Linked DNA regions of Sus scrofa: region 1 is linked to region 2. The links are chromatin contacts, called in public promoter capture Hi-C maps. All regions are on one chromosome and are shown on one strand. The core of a region is the stretch at or near the end of the contact, and the rest is flanking DNA. Distances in the headings are between cores, read along the strand shown. Region 1 holds the start of PAQR9 (progestin and adipoQ receptor family member 9). Region 2 holds the start of ATR (serine/threonine-protein kinase ATR).

Evidence for each region. Promoter capture Hi-C pulls out the DNA fragments that hold promoters and counts their contacts.
Region 1: a promoter capture Hi-C map of fetal skeletal muscle shows a contact between it and region 2, with 5 times the contacts expected there. The contact joins the promoter of PAQR9 here to the promoter of ATR in region 2. A contact is called at or near these places in 2 of 5 promoter capture datasets (fetal liver and fetal skeletal muscle) and 1 of 2 datasets of contacts at active chromatin or transcription factors (skeletal muscle).

The regions. Positions count from the first base shown.
Region 1 is chr13:83,666,785-83,672,647 of Sscrofa11.1, reverse strand. It overlaps PAQR9 (progestin and adipoQ receptor family member 9), which reads left to right and starts at 3,126. Exons shown (of 2, transcript XM_021069578.1): 1 at 3,126-3,345; 2 at 3,623-5,863. The coding sequence starts at 3,779. The coding sequence ends at 4,912.
Region 2 is chr13:83,288,178-83,294,354 of Sscrofa11.1, reverse strand. It overlaps ATR (serine/threonine-protein kinase ATR), which reads left to right and starts at 4,369. Exons shown (of 47, transcript XM_021069571.1): 1 at 4,369-4,582. The coding sequence starts at 4,524. LOC110256309 (a long non-coding RNA gene) reads right to left here and starts at 4,338. Exons shown (of 2, transcript XR_002337705.1): 1 at 4,243-4,338; 2 at 3,340-3,819.

The DNA.
Region 1 (5,863 bases), core at 1,877-4,376, 380 kb before region 2:
AGAGGGACTAAACCCTATAGAGTTCTCTTCATACAGAGTTGTGGATACAACTAAGCACTGGGTCCACAGTGGATTTTGTTTGGTTGGTTGATGGGGGTTTTGGCTAAAAATGAGACTAGCAAAATAAATAAATAAATAAATTACTTCCTCCAAAAATGGATATTAACAAATATCACATCTTTTCTCTGCAGGTTTTATCTATATCTCATTGTCCTTATTAGAGAATATCATATCTGCTATGGAATTTTTATATATGCTTCACTCTATTACTGTAGAGAGAAACTCAAGCCTAGGATTGGCCTATAAGATCATCACCAAAGCAAAGCACAGGGGCAAAAGCATTTGTCCCGCTTGCATTTGTCCTATGTATGACTGCACTTTGCAGCCGGCACCCCTCAGTGCCCAAACATACAGAGCCTCCACAAAACTGCAAAAAACATATTTGTGGCCTTGGTTTGACAAGACTGCAATTGGGAGAACTAGGCAGTTTCCGCCTCTAACGTAACACCTGGCACTGGCTTTCCAATGTAATACCCAGTGACTCTTTTAGGTCAAGAACTTGGTAGTCAGTTCTGGTTACCTTAGAGATGCCTTATCTCCCAGTGCACCTTCAGGGAATAGCAGCCAGACCACTGCTTCTCTCTGTTTAGCCAAGCCCAGGGGACGTGACCATGGTTCTCACTGACAAGAGGCAGTGAGTTTACTGGCATTAAAATAAATGACAAAACCCAGCCTGTGGGGGTTTTGGGGAACAGCTTTATATCTCAAAAACCGTAAAGAAAAATTAATTCTAAAGATTGGTAGTAATAAAGGAAACATCGTATTGCTAGCTTGGGTTTTTTTTTAATTAATTAGGTGAATAATGCTATTTCCTTAGTTCCTTTTTACTTGGCTTTGTCAAGGTATAACCAGGACACCTGTCTTGGTCAGCACCAGAGAGCTTTCAGGAACACCACTTCATGACAGCAGCTGATTTTGTGCCTCATGTGGGGTAAGAGACGCATGAGAAAAGAGAAAAGCAGAAATCACAAAGACTTTCTCAAAGACTTATGAGAATGTTACAGACATTTTCTGACTTTATAAAATACCGAATGTTTTAAAGACTACCATCTTTTATTACAGCCAGGCTCAGCCCTCTTAGCCATAAAGATAAAAGTTATTCTATCTAACCAGAGGTTTTTCACATTAATTTACAGTCAATTCCATTATTTCATTTGATGTGAACTTCCTATTATATTCTCCCCAATTATGTAAGGGAGCCGATTTTGCAGCTAAGAGGTTGGTAAAGATGGGAATTATTATAAGATCAACTTTTTTTTTTTTACGGCTCAGGTTGTTCGTGGAGTAACAGAGAATATGAAAAAAATTTTATTCTGGCCTGCCCCGGATTCAGTTTTATCATTCTTAGGCTTGATTTACAACTGCCTGAATCTTAACCCTTTTACAAATTAGCCTGGATCCTAAGTCCAGATGTGAAAGGAAATTAGGTTTTGCTTTAAAACAAGGCTATAGACAGTGCAAAACAAAAGACTAAAACAAAATACTAATTAAGTAACTACAGTAAAATCTCATTTATTGAAAATTCATTAATCAGGAATTTGTGTTCAGAAAGGTGTAACTTTGGCCTAATTGTGTAACAGTTTGCTAAGTTGGTTACTAACGGAAAATATTTTTTTTGAAAGAGAAAGCTAAAACTTCTAAAGGGACTGTTTCTAGTATCCTTAAGTCATTTTAGATATTTACAATACTGAATGATTTCTTAGTTATAAATAACTCTTATCCATAACTAAGTCCTGAGCCACCACTAAGTAAATCTTCCTTGACCTACTTGTAGGATTTGTTGTAGTGATGAAGGTAGCCTTTCATTTATAAAATGAAATTGAAAGCCTTTTCCTAAATCAGACTATGCTTCCTCAAAGTTTCCTTTGAGCAAAGCAGGTTGATGGATGTTCAGCTTTAAGTACATGAGGTCTAGAAGGAGCTTGCTGGGTTCAAATCCCCCCTTCTACCAATGGGGTATTTACCATCTTGGTGCCTTCACTTCCTTATCTGCAAGATCGGAAAATAATACCTAAAAGAATTGAAAACTGTAAAGCACTTAGAACAGTGCCGGGTTCCTTAAGAGTTAGCTATTGTCTACCTGACACTATACTGCAGAGCAGTGATGTTAGTCAGACTCAGTCACACACCCAGGGTAGCACTTAGAGAAACTTTCTGTGAAATGGTAAACATTTTACAGGAGGCAGGTTTTTCAGCCCCTCTTTTCACAAAGCTCTAGGGCATATATTCACAGCGCAGTGTATCACAACCATTTTCCATTCTTCAGTCTGTCTGTTTTCTGGCCTTGAGCCACCCAACTTAGCCTGCCAGGTACTTCTGCTTAATTATGCATAAGATTTTTTTCCAAGCCACTCCTCCCAGTCTATACGACTTCGTCTCCGTTCTCTTTTCAATTCGCGCTAAAATGCACCTCCTCCCTGAAGTCCTCCCTTATCAACGCCCTCCACTTAGAATCAGCCCTTGACTCGGGCACAGCTCTGCTTGGGAATCCCTTCTTAATAAATTCCTCCGAGCAAGCTTTCTAAATCGCCTAGTCTTCATCTGAAATTTTTCATTAAAACATGGAGTTTGAGCAGCCCGCCCTGAGTTGTAGGACTCTTGGGCTCCAAACAAGAGTCCTAGTTAAAGACACAAAAACGGTAGTATGGGTGAGCTTCAGCCCCCGAAGGCTGGTGAGTGCGACCCCAGGCCAGTTTAGAGGACCATTTTTTTGGCCACGACAACGACGAAAGGAGGTTAGTGACGCACCTGAATAAGTCCGCTAGACGAAAGGAGATAAACTAAAGCTTGATATGGTGCCGAGAGTGAGTACCGCGCGGGCGCGCGCGCGCGCGCACACACACACACGGAAAGAGAACAGCAGTCCCAGGTATATGACAATGACACGGCCCTGGTCCAGACACGGCCTCAAAGCCCCTCGGTTTCCGGAGCGCCTCCGCCCCCTCCGGAGATTACTGTCAGAGCATCTCTTCGCTCTGCCCCGGCTTCAGCACTCCCGCCGCCCTCCCCTCCCCCCACCCCGCCACAGCTCCCCGCCCCCCGCGAACGCGGCTCCCCTGTGTCCTTTCGAACGCCCGCGTGGCTGTCGGGTTTCGAATCCCGGCGCCGACCCTCGCCCTCGACGCGGGCTGCCGAGTCGCTGGCGCAGCCTTCGGCCCTCGCATCAATCATTAACGGGCCAACTCGGGCTTCTGCGACCCGAGAAAGGGGGATGGTACGGAACTCGAGACGGGGGACAACTCTATTGCCCGAGGCGGCCGCGAAATACTAGCCAGGGAGGCCCGGGTGCGCCTGTCCCTCCCTCCCTCCAAGCGCCTCCGCTCCCACATCCCCGCCTCCCGCGCCGGGGGCGGCGGCGGCGGCTGCGCCCGCACCGCGCGATGCCCAGTCACCGCAGCAGCGCCGCCGCCGCAGTCAGCCGCGCCGCCGCCGCTGCCGCAGCGCGAGCGGCCGCGAGCCGGTAGCAGGGAGCCTGGTGAAGGGGCCGACGAGCCCCGCGCGCTCCTGCTGGTCGCTGCGCGACTTCGAAATTGATGGTTATTTTTATTTATTTATATTTTAGGAACGGCTGCTCAGAGGCTCAGGTCTTTTCTGGAACCTGCAGCGACGCCCCCGGCGCGTGCACAAAGGCTCCGACGGCGGCCGGCGGGGACTGGCGAGCGCGCTGGTGCCGGCGCCAGAGGTCGCCTGTGCGCGCCCTAGCCAAGCCCCGGGCACCATGCCGCGGCGCCTGCAGCCCCGGAGCGCGGGCACAAAAGGCCCGCCTGGCATGACCGCGGCGGCTTCAGAGGCCGCCTCTCGCTCCCACCCCTCGGCCTCCGGAGACCCTGCGGCATCCGCCAAGCCGCTGCTGCGCTGGGACGAGGTGCCCGACGACTTCGTGGAGTGCTTCATCCTGTCCGGCTACCGGCGGCTGCCATGCACCGCGCAGGAGTGCCTAGCCTCGGTGCTGAAGCCTACCAACGAGACGCTCAACTTCTGGACGCACTTCATCCCGCTGCTGCTGTTTTTGAGCAAGTTCTGCCGCCTGTTCTTTCTAAGTGGCCGCGATGTGCCCTTCCACCACCCATGGCTGCTGCCGCTGTGGTGCTACGCGTCGGGCGTGCTGCTGACCTTCGCCATGAGCTGCACGGCGCATGTGTTCAGCTGCCTGTCGCTACGCCTGCGCGCCGCCTTCTTCTACCTGGATTACGCGTCCATCAGCTACTATGGCTTCGGCAGTACTGTGGCCTACTACTACTACCTGTTGCCGGGCCTGAGCTTGTTGGACGCCAGGGTGATGACCCCGTATGTGCAGCAGCGCCTGGGCTGGCACGTGGACTGCACAGGCCTCATCGCTGCCTACCGCGCCCTTGTGCTGCCTGTGGCCTTCGTACTGGCCGTGGCCTGCACCGTGGCCTGCTGCAAGAGCCGCACTGACTGGTGCTCTTACCCATTCGCGCTGCGCACCTTTGTCTTCGTCATGCCGCTCAGCATGGCCTGCCCCATCATGCTCGAGAGTTGGCTCTTTGACCTCCGTGGCGAGAACCCCACGCTCTTTGTACACTTCTACCGCCGCTACTTCTGGCTGGTCGTGGCTGCCTTCTTCAACGTGAGCAAGATACCCGAGCGCATCCAGCCGGGCCTCTTCGACATCATTGGCCACAGCCACCAGCTCTTCCACATCTTCACTTTCCTTAGCATCTACGATCAGGTGTACTACGTGGAGGAGGGCCTGCGCCAGTTCCTCAAGGCGCCACCCGATGCGCCCACTTTCTGTGGCACTGTGGGCTACATGCTGTTGCTGGTCATCTGTCTGGGGCTGGTCATCAAGAAGTTCCTAAACAACTCGGAATTCTGCAGTAAAAAGTGAGCCTCTGCCTTGGAGGAGGCTGCCAGCTCGCCCACTTTTTTGTATGGAGTTTCTGTTGTTGCTGTTGTTGGTTTGTTTTCAAGTTTTGTTGTGTTTTCTTCTTTGCTCGAGGAGGGTGCTGCAAAACAACAGAGAAAAAGTCCAATGCGACGGGGGTGGGGGCGTCTCAATGCACTTGGGGCTTTGGAAGAGGGAGATGGGGCAAGCAGGAGGCAGAAGGCCACTGGTCCTTGATCCTGGGAAAAAATTCAAGTGGTGTCTGTGACATCCAAGGATTTTTCTAAGGCAGCGAATAAAACCCCCAATAAAACCTCTAACAGTTCGATTTTCCAATCGTCTTCTCTGCCAGAGGTAATAACAAGTAGCCCTTGTGAGATCAGGCATGCAGTAAAGAGGGTAAGTAGACAAAATCCCTGAGTACTTCCATTTCAGTCTGAGGAATGCATGGATTTAAAGAATAGAACGTTGTAGGAAAGGAGCACAGAGACAGAAACCCAGGGCTTAACCTGCTAGAAAATGCATGGAATGTGAACTCACGTTAATTATTTCAAAATGTTTCTCAGATGTTATTTAAATAGTAATATATATAGTGATTTCTCATAATTTATCAAAGCCTGTGATCTGCACTGATTTATCTTTGTCATGTAGTTTTGAATTTTGCAGCCCTTCTGCATTGCATACACTTGAACTGGACACCAGGGCAAGCTGCTTGAGAGTTCTCGGCTGCTTTTTTAAACAGTATTTTTTGAAGGCCTGTGTGTGTCATGCTACAACTGTGAATTGTTCTACCTTAGGGACTCTGGTTAAACTATTAGGTGAAGCTAAGTGGTTTGTTTAGATCCCGGGTTTTCTATTTACTTTAATGTATTCCACAAAACCCATTCTATTTTTTGTTTTGTTTTCAATCTTATTTCCTTCTCTACTGATTTACATTGCCACTGGGATAAATGT
Region 2 (6,177 bases), core at 3,120-5,619:
GTTCGATCCCTGGCCTTGCTCAGTGGGTTAAGGATCCAGTGTTGCCATGAACTGTGGTGCAGGTTGCAGAGATGGCTTGGATCCCACGTTGCTGTGGCTCTGGTGTAGGCCAGCGGCTACAGCTCCGATTAGGACCCCTAGCCTGGGAACCTCCATATGCCGCAGGTGCAGCCCTAGAAAAGGCAAGAAGACAAAAAAAACAAAAAAAAACAAAAAACAACAACAAAAGAACACAATTATTTAAAATGCAAAAAGTGTGTGTGTGAGTGTGTGTGTGTACCAAGGAAGTGTATATTGAAGTCCATTTACTTGTAGAAAGGAGCTTGTAAAATTGCTTACATTTCTTAACCTCATTTCTTTAAGATTTCTATTTCAGTGTATATAGTAAAATCCTGGGAAAATGGAGTTTAAAAAAAATCCAATGGATTACAATGGAACTTGCAGAGCTAGGCAGCCAGGAGTTTGGGTGTCTGCCTGAGAACCAAGTCCATTTTGCTCTCATTTGGGTTTGTGGTGCCACCCGGTGGTCATTTCCCGCTCTAGTTTAATCATCAATGGGGACCATTCTATACACAGGTTTGCTGAAACTTCCAGGACATTAGTTGGTGCCCTGCTGTGAACTGAGCTTAGAAAACCAAGGTCCCAAGGACATAGAAACCTGCTCACCTCAGCCTCTCTGCTTTCGGATTCATTCTCCCCTGGCACTCCACTCCTCTAAATGATAAAAGGTGGACAGGAAGCAATCAACAGCTGTATTAGGTCCAAATTTACATTATAATAAGTTTCACATATATTAGAATGTGGTACTAAATATGCACTGTTAATAAATGAATATGCACATATTAGGGTGCATATTTTAAAAATTTCAATAATTGTTGAAGAGCAAGAAAGTTGACGTACTGTAGTGTAGAGAATAGATTGGAGGGAAAACAAGCCCTAAGGAAGAAAGGTAAGCTAGAATGTGGCTGAAGTCTTTTGAGTATAAGACAGTGATGGTCTGAAGCTAGAAGGGTAATAATGGGATTTGGAGGGAAGTGGATGGGTTTGGTGTTTAGGTGGTAGAATCTTTACCTTGAAAAGATACCCACCCACTCAAGTGTTTACAGATAAATGGATATGATGTCTGAGATTTCTTTAAAATAATCCAGTTAGAGGAAGGGGGAATGGGAGGGGTGGTTGTAGATGAAAGGAAGACTGGCCATATGCATGTAAATAGTTGTTCAAGTTGGATGATGGGCATAGGTGGGGGGGTTTACTTAGTCTACTCTCTCTACTTTTTTTTTTTTTTTGGCTACACCCAGGCTATGCAGAAGTTCCACAGCAGTTAACTGGAGGCACAGCAGTGACAACTCGAGATCCTTAACCTGCTGCACCACCAGGGAACTCCTATTCTATTTTTCATATATATTTGAAAGTGTCCATAACAAAAAGTTAAAAATAAAATGCCTGGGAAAAAACTCAAGGAAAAAAATGCAGTAGAAAGGTAGACATATGAAATATAAATCTGAGAGAGATCTGAACGGAAGAATTAGAGAGATATCAGCAGGTCACCCAAACATAGTAAACGTTAAATTTGTCATGATTAATCCAATCCAATTAAAAGAAAATCTTCACAGATATATTGAAAACTTATTATTACATCCCTTCTCTCCTTCTCCAGAGGTACAACTCTCCTGGAGTTGATGTATAGCCTTTCCAACCATTAAGAAAAATTTTTTTTATCATATATATATGTATACACAATTCACTCACACAAAGCCTTATTTTGTGAGTTCAAAAGGTATGTAAGTGCCTTGATACTGTTATGTATCCTTTTGTCTTTTGCTTTTTTTCACTCAACACTGTTTTCAGAATTCACACTTCATTCATTTTAACTACGAAATGATATTCCACTGTAGGACACTACCACCTCTTATTTTATCTTTACTATAACATTATGCAGTAGATATTAATAATCTCATTTTATAGATGAAAAATTTTAGTACAAAGAGGTTAAGTAACTCAACCAACTTTATAGTTTCCAGCAGATGGAGTGAGAACTTGCATAGGGGCTCAACTCAAAATCACATGATCTGCCCACTCTTAGGTAGAAACTAAAATGAAGACCTAAAAAAGAGTAAGTCTGCATGACTCATTGACCCACCCAGACTCAGACCTGCAGCCTCCACTTCACTGGACCGCCACAAGTGGAAAAACCAAGCCCATGAAGCGGTTGACTTCCCAAGGACAAAGACAGCCCAAAGAGAAAATTAATTTTTTTTTTTTTTGGTCTTTTTAGGGTAGCATGCACAGCATATGGTGTTTCCAGGCTAGGGGTCCAATCAGAGCTGTAGACACCGGCTGACACCCCAGCCACAGCAATGCAGGCCAGCTCACGGCAACAACAGATCCTTAACCCACTGAGCGAGGCCAGGGATCAAACCCACAACCTCATGGTTCCCAGTCAGATTCATTTCCACTGCGCCACAACGAGGACTTCGAGAAAGTTAAATTTTTATACATTGATCTCAACCACCATCCTGGACCTACAGAACTCAGCACAAAACCCCCAGCCTATAAAACCTGAATTTCTCCCAACAGCGGGCAGCTCTGAGTTCCTCTTGCTCAGTGCTCCCAACCACTCTGCTGGTCAATAAATCTTGTTTGAAATGTCACTGCTTCAGTCAACCGTCTTTCTTTCCCTGGTGCTCTAACACCCACTATAGCATTCTGGTATTTAACAAATAATTACTACATACCAACTATATCCCAAGCACTCTTTTAGGTCCCAGGTATCTAAGCAAAATCCCGCTCTCAAGGAGCTTATATTCTAATTGGAAGAGACAGTCAAAAAAATAGTATTTAATATATAACTTGATTCTATGTGCTATGAAGGAAAATAAAGCAAGGATGGAGGGGGAGAGAGTATGAGTGCAAGTGTGCTAGTCCATATGAGGCTTTCTGGTGACATTTCAGCAAACATCTGAAGAGAAGTGATGAAAGAAGGGTATTTAAGAGGGATATTTAAGGTCAAGGCAGAGGGTTTAGCAAACGCGAAATCCCTGAGACAGGAGCCTATTTGGCTGTCACTCCGCTTCTTTTTTTTTTTTTTTTTGTCTTTTTAGGGCCACATCCAGGGCATATGGAGGTTCCCAGCCTAGGGGTCAAGTCAGACCTCCATATGCTGCTGGCCTCCACCACAGCTAGGTCAGATCCAAGAGGCGTATGCCATCTACACCTCAGCTTGCGCCAACACGGGATTCTTAACCCACTGAGTGAAGCCAGGGATTCTTAACCCACTGGGTGCTCATGGACACTAGCAGGGTTTGCTACCCCTGAGCCACAACAGAAACTCCCTCCTTTTTTTTTTTTTTTCTTAAGATACTGTGTAACAATTATTCTCCTGTGTTAGGGAACAAAGGTAAATACACTGCCTGGCCTTGCCTGATTAAACATAACTTTGACATGTTAACAGCCTCTTATGATGACCATTTTTCGTATAAAAAAAACTAGGTTGAGCTACAAAATGTCTACAGCCAAAATCCACTGATTTACTTAAAAATTAAATCACAGGTAATAGACGCCAAAGGTAAAGGTGACATAAATACACACAATACTGTCGCTCACTTGATGAGCCACAAATAAACACAATTTAACCCTCTTCTTAAATATTAAAGGTTGATAAGTTCCCGCTGTGGCACAATGGGTTGAGAATCCGAATGCAGTAGCTCCGGTCACTATGGAGGCGAGAGTTCAGTCACCAGCCTGCCACAGAGGGTTAAAGGATCCAACGATGCTGCAGCTGCGTTCGGATCTGACCCCTGGTTAGGGGACTTCCGTCTGTCGCGGTTGCGGCCATACCAAAAAAAAAAAAAAAAAAAAAAAAAGAAAAGAAAGGAAAAAACTTGAGAGTATCCTCAAGGAAACCTAATGCAGACTTCAATTTGAGGGGAAAAAATATCCGCTGGGACAAGGAGGAGCCCACCTTTTGCGCCATACCTCTCAGACACCCGTCAAGAGAACAGTAAGAAAATGAAGAACCTGGGGGCGTCTTTGGGGAGACCTGGATCTGATCTTGGGGCTCTAGATGCTGAATTGTCTCATTTTTCACATTTGTCATGAGAGGGATTCTGGGCTAGTGCCCGCCACGCCCCTTTCCTCCCAGGACCCGGGGTCTGGGTTCTCTGAGCCTCCCAAGCTTGGGAGTGACAGAGCAGAGCAACTAAAAACCAAAACTCTCACGATTTTTGCCTGGCCACTTACCAAGCTGCCTATCTCAGAGCGAACCCAACTGGGGAAACTTGACCCTCCGCCGCGCCGCGTCCCTTGCCCCGCCCACTCTCCCCACCCACTTCGGCCTCCCGGCCTCCCCCGGGTCCTACGCAGAAAAGAACTAGGACCTGGCGAGCGGGCCCGCACGGCTTCCGGGAGGAGTTTTGGGCCCCGCGAGGCACCGTCGGGCGCCGCGCTTTCTCATCGGAGGTGGCTGTGGAGACGCCAGGAGCCCGCCTGGGTGTAGTTGACCGGTGGTGCACGTCCTCAGCATGGGCGAGCATGGTCTGGAGTTGGCGTCTATGATCCCGGCCCTGCGGGAGCTGGGCAGGTAGGGCCAGGCCGGCATCTCACGTGCTCTCCCTCCCCAGCCGCGCGCGTCCTAGTTCCGATCCCCTCAACCCGGGCCCTTGTGGAGACACTCCGTGGCTGATTAGAGCGCTTCTCCTACAGAGAGGCGGTTAAAAGGACTGGGGGCTTCGCCGCAGACCCGCCAGATGCGGGTCCGAGGGGAGGGCCGTCTGCAGGTCCCACTTTACCTCAGCGGCGCCCTGAAGCTCCTCCCCCACCAGCACCCCCAGGGGATTGCCTCTGCGGCGGGAAAGAAGGGTCCCGCCGGATGGTAACTTTCTGATCACTTCCCTACACTCACTGCTTTGCTTCTCAAAAGCCTCTTTCCTTGATGGAGTACTTGACCTGTGGATTTGTCTCAGTTTCTGTTGTCTTCTATGTTTTGACCCCAAACTGCCCTCGGATGAAAAGTCATTTGTTCAGATTTTATGCAAGGAAGGCCAGTTGCTCGAAAAAGCAGTTTGTGTCTTTCTTAGAAGTGAAACCATAGGCCATTCTGGAGATGGGACCCTTTTCATGTTGATCATCCAGTCCCCAATTCGTTAGTTCAATCAGAAATCCCAGGAATCGACCACAACGTCTGCAAAATATAAATGTGCAAGAATGAAGCCAAAATTTGAAGATAATTTAATGTTCCATTTGCATAGCTTTTTTTTTTTTTTTCCCCTGTAAACCTGAGAATAGAATCATGTAAACCAGTTTCCTGCCGCAACAGAAGGGAGAGATGTTGATGTCTGCTGTCCTTCAACACACCTACAACCTTTCCTCAACCAGGCCTAGGCAGGGTGTTTGTTCAATTTTTTTTTTTTTTTTTTTGGTAACCTACTGTGAATAGAAAAGTGGGCTTGTACCACTACTGCATTTGAACTGTCAATTGGAATAGTTGCTTTCCAATTTCTTAAATTGTTTGAAAACTTAGCACACAGCCACAACTGATTTTAAGCCCATGGGATATTTAATTTCCTTTCTTTGTGCAGTGCAGTTGTGTCCCTCTCCACTTGTTAGCCATACCAAGACACTGACATTTAGTCTTCCTCAGTTACATACATAAGAGGTTATAAATAACAGCACCATGCTTGTCTTAACTGAATCATCCTCTTTTTGTGTGTATGATTTTTTCCCCCTTGGCATGAGTGTTGCAATCATACTTGGGTAAACATTTTGTAAAGTAACATTTACCTTTCTTAAGAAGATGAAGGCAGGTGTTCACACAGGAAGTTGATGTACCTATTTCATCTTTCAGGCTCCATGTAAAGCTCAGGGTGTTTCCCCCTTCCCCCTGCTTTAATATAGAATTTGCTGATTAATACTTCTCTTCCCTTTTCTCTCTTCCAGTATGATACTTGTTGATAAAAATAATACTATCTTGGATTTATTTATAGTCTCTTTCATCAACAGAGCTTATGTTACCTTTGATTCATTTGTAGCCATTTTAAGAGAAGGAATAATAAAAAAAAAAACTTAGGAGTTCCTGTCCTGGTGCAGAAGAAATGAATCCGACTAGGAACCATGAGGTTCAATCCCTGGCCTCGCCTAATGGGTTAAGGATCCGGCATTGCCGTGAGCTGTGGTGAA